Linked DNA regions of Rattus norvegicus: region 1 is linked to region 2. A link is a contact called in public Hi-C data. All regions are on one chromosome and are shown on one strand. The core of a region is the stretch at or near the end of the contact, and the rest is flanking DNA. Distances in the headings are between cores, read along the strand shown.

Evidence for each region. Hi-C and Micro-C count contacts between places; a contact is called where the count stands out from the background.
Region 1: a Hi-C map of prefrontal cortex shows a contact between it and region 2, with 4 times the contacts expected there. The contact joins the promoter of Tox here to the enhancer-like site in region 2. A contact is called at or near these places in 4 of 12 Hi-C or Micro-C datasets (the Rat2 cell line, Schwann cells, frontal cortex and 1 more) and 1 of 1 datasets of contacts at active chromatin or transcription factors (oligodendrocytes).

The regions. Positions count from the first base shown.
Region 1 is chr5:24,967,317-24,971,395 of GRCr8, forward strand. Tox (thymocyte selection-associated high mobility group box) reads right to left here and starts at 1,438. Exons shown (of 10, transcript NM_001108654.1): 1 at 1,263-1,438; 2 at 266-401. The coding sequence starts at 367. LOC134478930 (a long non-coding RNA gene) reads left to right here and starts at 565. Exons shown (of 3, transcript XR_010051699.1): 1 at 565-701; 2 at 1,714-2,062.
Region 2 is chr5:24,667,524-24,671,786 of GRCr8, forward strand. No RefSeq gene overlaps it. Among named protein-coding and RNA genes, the nearest start is that of Nsmaf, 290 kb to the left of the region's middle. Within about 2 kb of position 2,133, at least 14 of the 93 cell types and tissues checked have an H3K27ac peak or open chromatin away from gene starts, as enhancers often do. A contact at or near this core is called in prefrontal cortex, where this site is marked.

The sequences.
Region 1 (4,079 bases), core at 188-2,687, 300 kb after region 2:
GGCGAACAGCAGGAAGGAAAGAATACGAGCAAATCGTGTCACTTTCCGCACAATCGCGTTGTTTGGCAAACCCCCGGAGCTGCTCCACAATATTTACTACCCGAGCGCACGCAGCGCCGCCGCGGGCTGCGACCGAGCGCTCCCGGAACGGGCCTCTGCGAGCCGGCCCAGTCCGCCCAGCGGGCCCCATCGCGGTCCAGCCACCGCTGCCCCCCTCCCGGGATCGAGCCGCCAGAATCGGTGCAGACAAAAGCAGAGTGTTCACCTTGTTGCAATAGTAGGGGTCCAGGCAGGGAGAAGGTCCCAGACAGGGAGCGGCGGGCGCAGCAGCGGGCTGGGCTGGAGGTGGATAAAATCTTACGTCCATTTCACTCTCACATCAAGCAACTCCTTTTCTTTTCCTTTTTGAAAAAAAAAAAAAGTGCTCAGAAGAAAAAAAAAAGCTTAGACGGAACAGAGAGAGGCGTCTGGGCTCAGGAGTAAAAGAAACACCTTCCTTCCCTCACATCCGTTTGTGGTTTGTTTAAGAAGAGGAGGAAAAGAGAGAGAGAGAAAAGAGAGAGAGAGAGAGAAAAAAACGCACAGAGGGTGGAAAAGTGCTCAACTCTCCCCCCCTAAGCCGCGGCGCGCACCCGTCCACGCCGAGCGCGCAGCCTGCCTGGTCCGCTCGGCCCCGGCGCTCTCGGCCCGCCGCCGGGCAGGTAACTTCACGCGCTCATTGTCCCCCCCGCCCGCCGCCCCATCCCCGCCTCCTGCGCCCTTCACCGCCCGGTACTCGCGCTCGGGCTCGGGGTTCTGGGCGTTTTATTGGAGTCTCTGCCTTGCTCTGCTTTTGGTTTTTCTCCACGTTAGAGGCCTGGGATGGGGGAATGATGGGGTGTGAGTGTGGTGGGGGGAGATCGGGATCGGAGGACACTAGAGTCTCAGACCGGAGGGGTGGCGACAGCAGCGGGACGCGGCCCAAAGGGTACAGTTGGGGACCGGGGTCAGGCGAGGGACAACTGCAGGGGGCAGAGGAGGGAAAATGAGGCCCGAGCAGTAGTGGTGGGACCCCGGGCAGTGTCCCTGCCCTAGGCAGCACCTCCGGGTGGGTGCCGTGGAGGTGGATAGAATCACACAAAGGGGCTGGAGAGTCGGAGCACGGGCTGACTGGGGCACCGCGGGGCTCACACAGCAAGGGGGCGCTGTGGCGCACCCCCGCCCAGCACCCCGCAGTCCCGCCCACCTCCCCACCCCATTCTCCGAACTCCCCCACCACTTACTCCCGCCTGGAGTAGCTGCACTGCCAACCTCTGTACCACGCGGGAGGTAGAGGAGAGGGTGTCCCGTAGCGCTGCTCCGGAGCCTGCAGGGAGCGCAACCTCTGCTTCATGCTAGTGGGCAACTGACCAAGGGACCCCAGCTGATCGCAGTGCGATGAGCAGTGCTCCTGGAGTTAGTGCTCAGAGGGCATCCGCACTCTGCTTGGGTACTCCACAGGAGGGTTTGCGGAGGCTGAGCCTGCCCTTGGTGGACTCACAAAAAGACCCTAGGGGTGCTAAGAAGGGTAAATAAGGAAACAGTTATCAGCACACCATGAGCTAACATCTGGGACTGTTAGTTGCCTCTTGGAATTATACTTTCCCTGCTGGATTCCCTGTAGTACTCTTGGAGCCTCACTTCCCACCCCAGCCTCCATAACCTGCAGTCTGCTTCCCTTTTCTCTCTTGGCAGGTAGGATAAGGATACCATCCACATTTAGTTTTACTTCGTCAACCCCCAAACTTGCAACATTGTGTCCCCTGGCATCTGGGAGCGTTTGGGGGCCCTGATGACTGTCCAGTGGACACCCTCCATTCTCCCGAGAAAGACTTCAGAGGGAAGTCAAAATAGGAGTGGGCAGTGTTTACCTTACGAGGGTGAATTCCTCATTGCCGCACACCTCAGAGGCCCAAGACCTGGTAAAAAAAAAAAAAAAAAAAAAAAAAAAAAAAAAAGCTGGAAGTTTGTGTCCAAGAGTTTCCAGCGTCGAAGAATGTGTGGAAACAGTCTCTTTACCTACCCCCAACTTTTTTAGAGCAAGGTGAGTAGTAGCCAGCTACTCTCTGTCTCTCTGAAGCCTTTTCCAGGTTTCTCTTCCCCTATAATTAGGAGCACCAGTCAAATGCAAAGGATCAGGGGAAGCTACAGATGCCCTGTAAGGATGATAAATTAGCATCCTTGGGTTCTCTCCTCTAAGCAAAAGCCTTTGGGAACAATTCCTTGATGTTGCTCTCCACCTCTGGTAGCCTCTTTCTCTTAAGCTGTTGTCCTCGGTCTTACTTTTATGGGTAGCAAGAACACAGCCTCTTACCTTAAGACTAAGACAATGGATGTTGGCATAAGGAAAAGAAGAGTCAGGAAAGATTTTTCTCTCTGCATTCAAAGCCTTTGAGTCACAAAATAAGTGGAAAGATGAACTTTCCTCTATTAAGGGTCTTTACAATAACAATTACAAGAAGTTTGGCTGTTCATAACATTGGTTTTAAAATTCATTTGTAGATGCTTGTGTGTGTGTGTGTGTGTGTGTGTGTGTGTGTGTGTGTGTGTGTGTGTGTGTGTGAAAAGCCTGGAGCTTTAAACGAAACATATCTAATCTCAAGTTTCTGTCATCAACAGATATCATCAAATTATTCCATATAAAGTTTGAGCTTTATAAACTTCCCTAGGATTCATAATCAACTTCTGTTTGGCCCTTGAATCACTAGAAAAATGGATTGGTTTATACCTGGAATGGTTTTTCCTGTCAGTGTCTTGACTCCTTGGACATACTGGATGTGCCATACCACTTCTTTCTGCTACCATTATGGGAAACCCAAATGCCAGGGACCCGTGTCTTAATGCTACAAGCAACCTGATTTCTTTCACAGGAGGCATGTGGAGTCAAAGTGGGATGTTTGAGCTTTGCATGCTGAGAAATTTGAGCTACTGGGAAGAAAGTGCATTCACCACCAGAGATCTTAACACTACAGCATGCTCATCTCAATATAATAATTCAAAATACCCACCACTGTCTAACATTCTGCCCAAGGTCCACATTATACTGAATGGTAATATTCCGTTCCACTGGAGGGAAATCTAAGTAGCTACACCTTGGAGTAAACACTACTTTAAAAATGAGATAGTTCTCTTCATAGCATGCTAAGTTTCTCATTCATTTCTCCATATAGTACTAAGCAAAGACAGACAGACACACAAGCTGTACATGGCTATGAAAAGAACCAAAACCATCACAACAAAACAATACTTAAAACAGCAAAGCAACGAAGTAGAGACTTTCCTAGACATTCACAAATGAATAATGAAAATGTGGTCCTTATACACACTGGGATTCTATGTAGCTGTGAAGGAAAAATGAAACCAAGAAAATTTCAGGAAAATGTATGGAATTAGAAAGTGTTATAGTGAGTTAACTCAAAAGGACAAAAATTGCATTCTATCATATGCAGACCCTAGTTTGCAGCAGTCGTATGTGTGTATAAGAGCAAGAGTAAGTGTGTCTATAGGGCATGAAGCTATACACATACTTGAGATGGGACTGCAGAGTTGAGGAAGCTGGGAGGGCAGTAGAACACAGGAGACAAAGAAACAGAAGATAGGACAGGAAAGTTCACTGGAAGGGTTCAAGGAGGGATGGTCAGAGACACAAGGAGAATCACCAAAGAATCAACACAAGTCTTGTTGGAAAATGTCATAAGGAAAGTTAATACTGTACATGTGCTAGTTAATAATAAGCTTTTTAAAAAGGTGCAGGCAGAGGAATCAAAAAGTTCAAGGTCATTTTCAGCTAGGTAGAAAGCTGGAGGCTAGCCTGGGACTACAAGAGTCCCTGTCAAAGAAAAATAACATAAACAAACAAATAAATGAATTATAGTAAAGTAATAAAACACACTGCTGAAAATGGTCCCTAGATGAGGTCCAGTCTTTATAATCTTTTCCAAAGTTGTTGGGTCAATGACATCATCTTAACAGCTTTCACAAGTGCCAAGCATTCAGAGTTCATTTATTTAGTGTGGGCCTGGCCTAAGGAATGGCTTTAGTCCACTGGCTTTAAAATCTTC
Region 2 (4,263 bases), core at 883-3,382:
ATACTCTGTGGCTTAGAGTCATGGGTTAACGCCACACTCCTGCTTCATCGCTTGGTCAGTAAATCACTTCTGCATTTGTCCCTAGGTTGAACATCCGATGCAGAGCCAGACTCACCTTGGCCAGGCAGATACAGCTGGAGTCTGTTTGTCCATCTGGTCTACCTTCCCCATCTACTCTTGTCATGAGGTGAAGAAAGGTCTGGGTGGGCAGAGAGGCACACATTTGGGAGTTACATTGCATTTGGTTCATTTGTCTATTGTGTGGGTTCTGTCTAGATTCCATCCTTATTTAAACATCAAGATCCATCTGCACCAGTAACTAACCTCAAAGTAAGCGAAGTTTTTAGCATCTGCTTCTAAGTCCTTCTAGAAAGCTTAGCTCTTAGGTCAATTCCTCCCCGTGCCAAAGGGCACTGAGAAGTGCCAGTAGCAGAATATTACAGAACACCATGTTCTTATGAGTCTGCCCTAATGGGTCATCCTATACCAATGCCACACAGACTGAGACGAATCCTCACTGGAGCCATCCTGAGAAGGCTGCTGTAACTTCTACTACTGCACTTGGCCATTAAGGCCTGGTGTTCAGAGCACAACAGGGCTGTTCTCTCCACATCTTGTGAAAGACTGTGTTTGACCCAGTATAATTCTCAATCTGCCTTTTCTTTTATAGATGTCAAGTGAAGTGGTCTCATCCTGTAGTTTTCCAGCTAATGAGAGCAAGGGATGAATTTTGCCAAGGGGCTTGTCTTCTCTCTCTCTCTCTCTCTCTCTCTCTCTCTCTCTCTCTTTCTCCCTCTTTCTCTCTCTCTCTGTCCAAGAAGGAACCCTCAATGCTTTTTCTATAAACTGACAGAGAGTATCCAACTTTTATTCCACTTCCCCTTGGCTTTTTCAAGTGGGGGGGGGGGATAAAATGTTTTGGAATGCTAATGGCTTGAAACCTTTGCTAGCACATCTCTGTCTTTAAAACCTTTTGCCAACAACAGTTGCAGGCTGTGGTTTTCTTGTCTGTGTGAGGTGACTAACAGTGCAGCACTCTTATGTGGGGTTTGTGTTCACCTAGCACCCAAAACCACCTACTGGTTTCCGGCCCCCTTTATCAGCTCAAACCATCAGGTTTGAGCTGACATTTCAGCTCTGAGCGGCTCCCCATCCCCACCAAAGAAAGAATGTGACAGGAGGAAGAAAAGGCTTATTTGGCAGTAGTTGTACTCGCCGTTTGGCCTGGAGAGAGATGTTCAGAGCCGTGCAAGACTGTGCAGTAACAGCTGGCGGGCACCGGGGTGTGAGGCTGCTTTTCCAGTGATGACAGCCACTTACAGGAATGCTGCCAGATACAGCTGTTTAAAAGCCTTAATAAACAGCAAGTCAATACTAATCTTTGCCAAATTAATCTTTTCCCTGACAGCCCATCACAGCAATTATGTTTGGGCTTATTGTAAACACACGATTGTCAAACAGGGCCATGCCAGACTTTACAAAGACTGTAGTTTTGTTCATAGAAGGTTTAGAAATGTGTTTTTATTTTCCCTGTAGGGTTGTTTTTCCATGTTATTGTCTGGTCCTTTTTTTTTTTAACCCCTTTTTGGCCTCATGTCAGTGTGAATGAAATTTCACTTTTGAAAGCAAGCTGTTGATAAATGGGGAATGAGCATGCTGATGGGCTTCTGGAATTAGCTTTGTCTCTGGTGATGGTGAAATACAACCCATCATTGGTCTTGAGTGTCCACCAGGGAACACGCTCTTCAACTGCACTTTGCTCATACTCTGAGGCTGGACACAAAGGGTTGGTTAAGTATAAAATGATGGTGGAATTGATCCTATCTGTACACAGTAGATGCCACTTCCTCTAACTCAGTACTAAAGGTCTTTCTTCTCTTAGGGTCCCAAACTCCCTCTCCGTCCTCTTTCCCAGCACCTGGAGATGTATTTGTTTGCACCAAGAAACGGTGCCAGATGAAAGCATGAACATTGCCTTTGACTATCTTTTAAAGACGCTATTACTTTTTCTTCTCCTGGTGTCATTTAGGTGGGATCCAGAAAATGAATCCTTTATCCCTGTACCAAGTCTACCCACACTATCCTGTTCCCTCAGCCTGTTTGAATTTAGCATCCATACATTTGTCTACTGAGAGCTCTCTTGCTCCCAGCACTCCTACATGTCTAGCACCTTCTCCTCACTTGCATCTTCTTCCTGTGCTGAGGGGCATATATTTTATCTTTTGCTTGTCACAACTAGAAAGAAATGTTTTCGTTTCTTTCCTTCTTTCTTTCTCTCTCTCCTTCCTCCCCCTCTCCTGTCTTTCTTTCTCTTTCCTTCTTTCTTAAGAGAAGTTTTACTGTACTCCTGGCTCACCTGGAACTTGCTGTGCAGACCCAGCTGACTTGGAACCAGAAGCAACCCTCCTGCCTCAGGCTGGATTGAACTAGCATGGATCCTCCTGCCTTAGCCTGCCAAGGGCTGCTGGGATTAAGGGTATGTGCCACCATGCCCTGCTCTTTCAAACCTCTGTAGTCTTAGGTATCTTGGTGCAATATTTCCTTCTTTTCCTCTTCATAATGCTTCCCTTTAAGCAAATATTTCATTCATTTTTATATTTGAAAGGAAGCACAACACAATTTACATGGAGGATAATTTGCGATGTTTTCTTGCTTTTTATAACATTAAATTTGGACCTGCTGCGTGCTATAGTACTCCAGGTAGGGATATGAAAATCATTCACTTTCAAGGAGCCAGGGGAAGAGGAGAAGGGGAGAGAGAGGGAAAGGGGGAGGAAAGGGGGAAGAGCAGGCAGAGAGATTTGGGCCATGACTGACTTACATGAGTTTACATACTTAGGCTGAACTTACCCTACTTTTGTGTCCTGCTTTGCCACTGTTATTCATTGTCCAACCATCAGCAAGTAAGGGAGTTTTCTGTTCTTCTATGCTCACTTAAAAAGGAGGATTCACAGTAGAATAAGAATGTAGTCAATTCCAGTTCTATAAACAATGATGTGAGGACAACTCCCCATTACAGGTTTTCCTGTTTTAGTAGCCGGCAACTTCCCTCTAACAAAGATGCTGGGATCTACCGGACTCAGTCAGTTTACTATACTTCTTACCAGGCTGGCGCTTTCTAAGATGGATTCTAAGTGGAGTAATATGGAAACCATCTGCCAGTTACTTTTTGAGTGTATTTTGCTTAGTGCTTTGTAAAGTACTTAGAAAGTCTATTGAAAGCTACAGCTAAAAGTGTAGCTGTCTTTAGTTGCAACATCCTTCTGGTGGAGCACAGAAATGGCTTCTTGTGCTGGTACAAAAGGTGAGAACTGTCCAAGACACATGGGTCAAGCTAATGACTTTTTGAGTGAGAGGAAAAACTCGTCCGCACGGAAGAAGGAGAGAGATGGTGGCATTAATTCTAAGTTTGGCATTCTTAAGTTTTAAAAATTTCTGGGCAGTGAATTTGCCCTAGGATGGTACACATTGCTTTTTCAATTCTGGTGTTTTATGGACAGCTCTTGTCCCACGTAGAGGAAATTCTTGCCTCTAAGAAAACAAATAATAATTATCACAGAACACCACTTCCTCTTTAGCTCTATTCCTGAATTGGATTCCCATGCAAGTCATGATCTGACTCATTTTTCTATTGTCAACTCACTTGCATGTAGATGTAACTCAGGAATCCTGTTAGATATGCAACCCAGTCCTCCCCGCTGGCACAGTTTTCTTCCTCCGTTGAGCCACCATTATGATTTTGGATAGACCAGTGATGATACTTTAGATGCAGTACCATTATTGAATCCTAAAATAATGTTTCTCTTTACCCAGGAGCCATTGATCCTCTGAGTAGCAAGTTATATAAGTTATCTGTGTCTGAAGATGACCGAATTAAAAACAACCAATTTCTTTGGTTGGTGAGAAAACTTCAAGAACCTTTGAGGCCATCACAGCTGTTCATGCGTCTTGCACTCTGTCACTTCTGGCCTGAGGTTTACATGAGATTCATCATTTCACTGGGAATGTCCTTTCAAGTCTGAGTAGAATACAGTCATGTACAGTGAGAGTTTAATTGATAATTTATTTCACATTTGATGTATTTTTTTCTTTTCGCCTGCCAGGAAAAGCTGCAGACAATCTCCTGATACACCTCTTATCTTAGCTGGTCGGACTCTTCTCAGTTTGGACTTAATGTAGGAGAAAGTAATATTTTATCATAATACAATAATAAAAGGCATTAGTTAATTAATAATGCTGGTATATTTCTAAAATACTAAACAG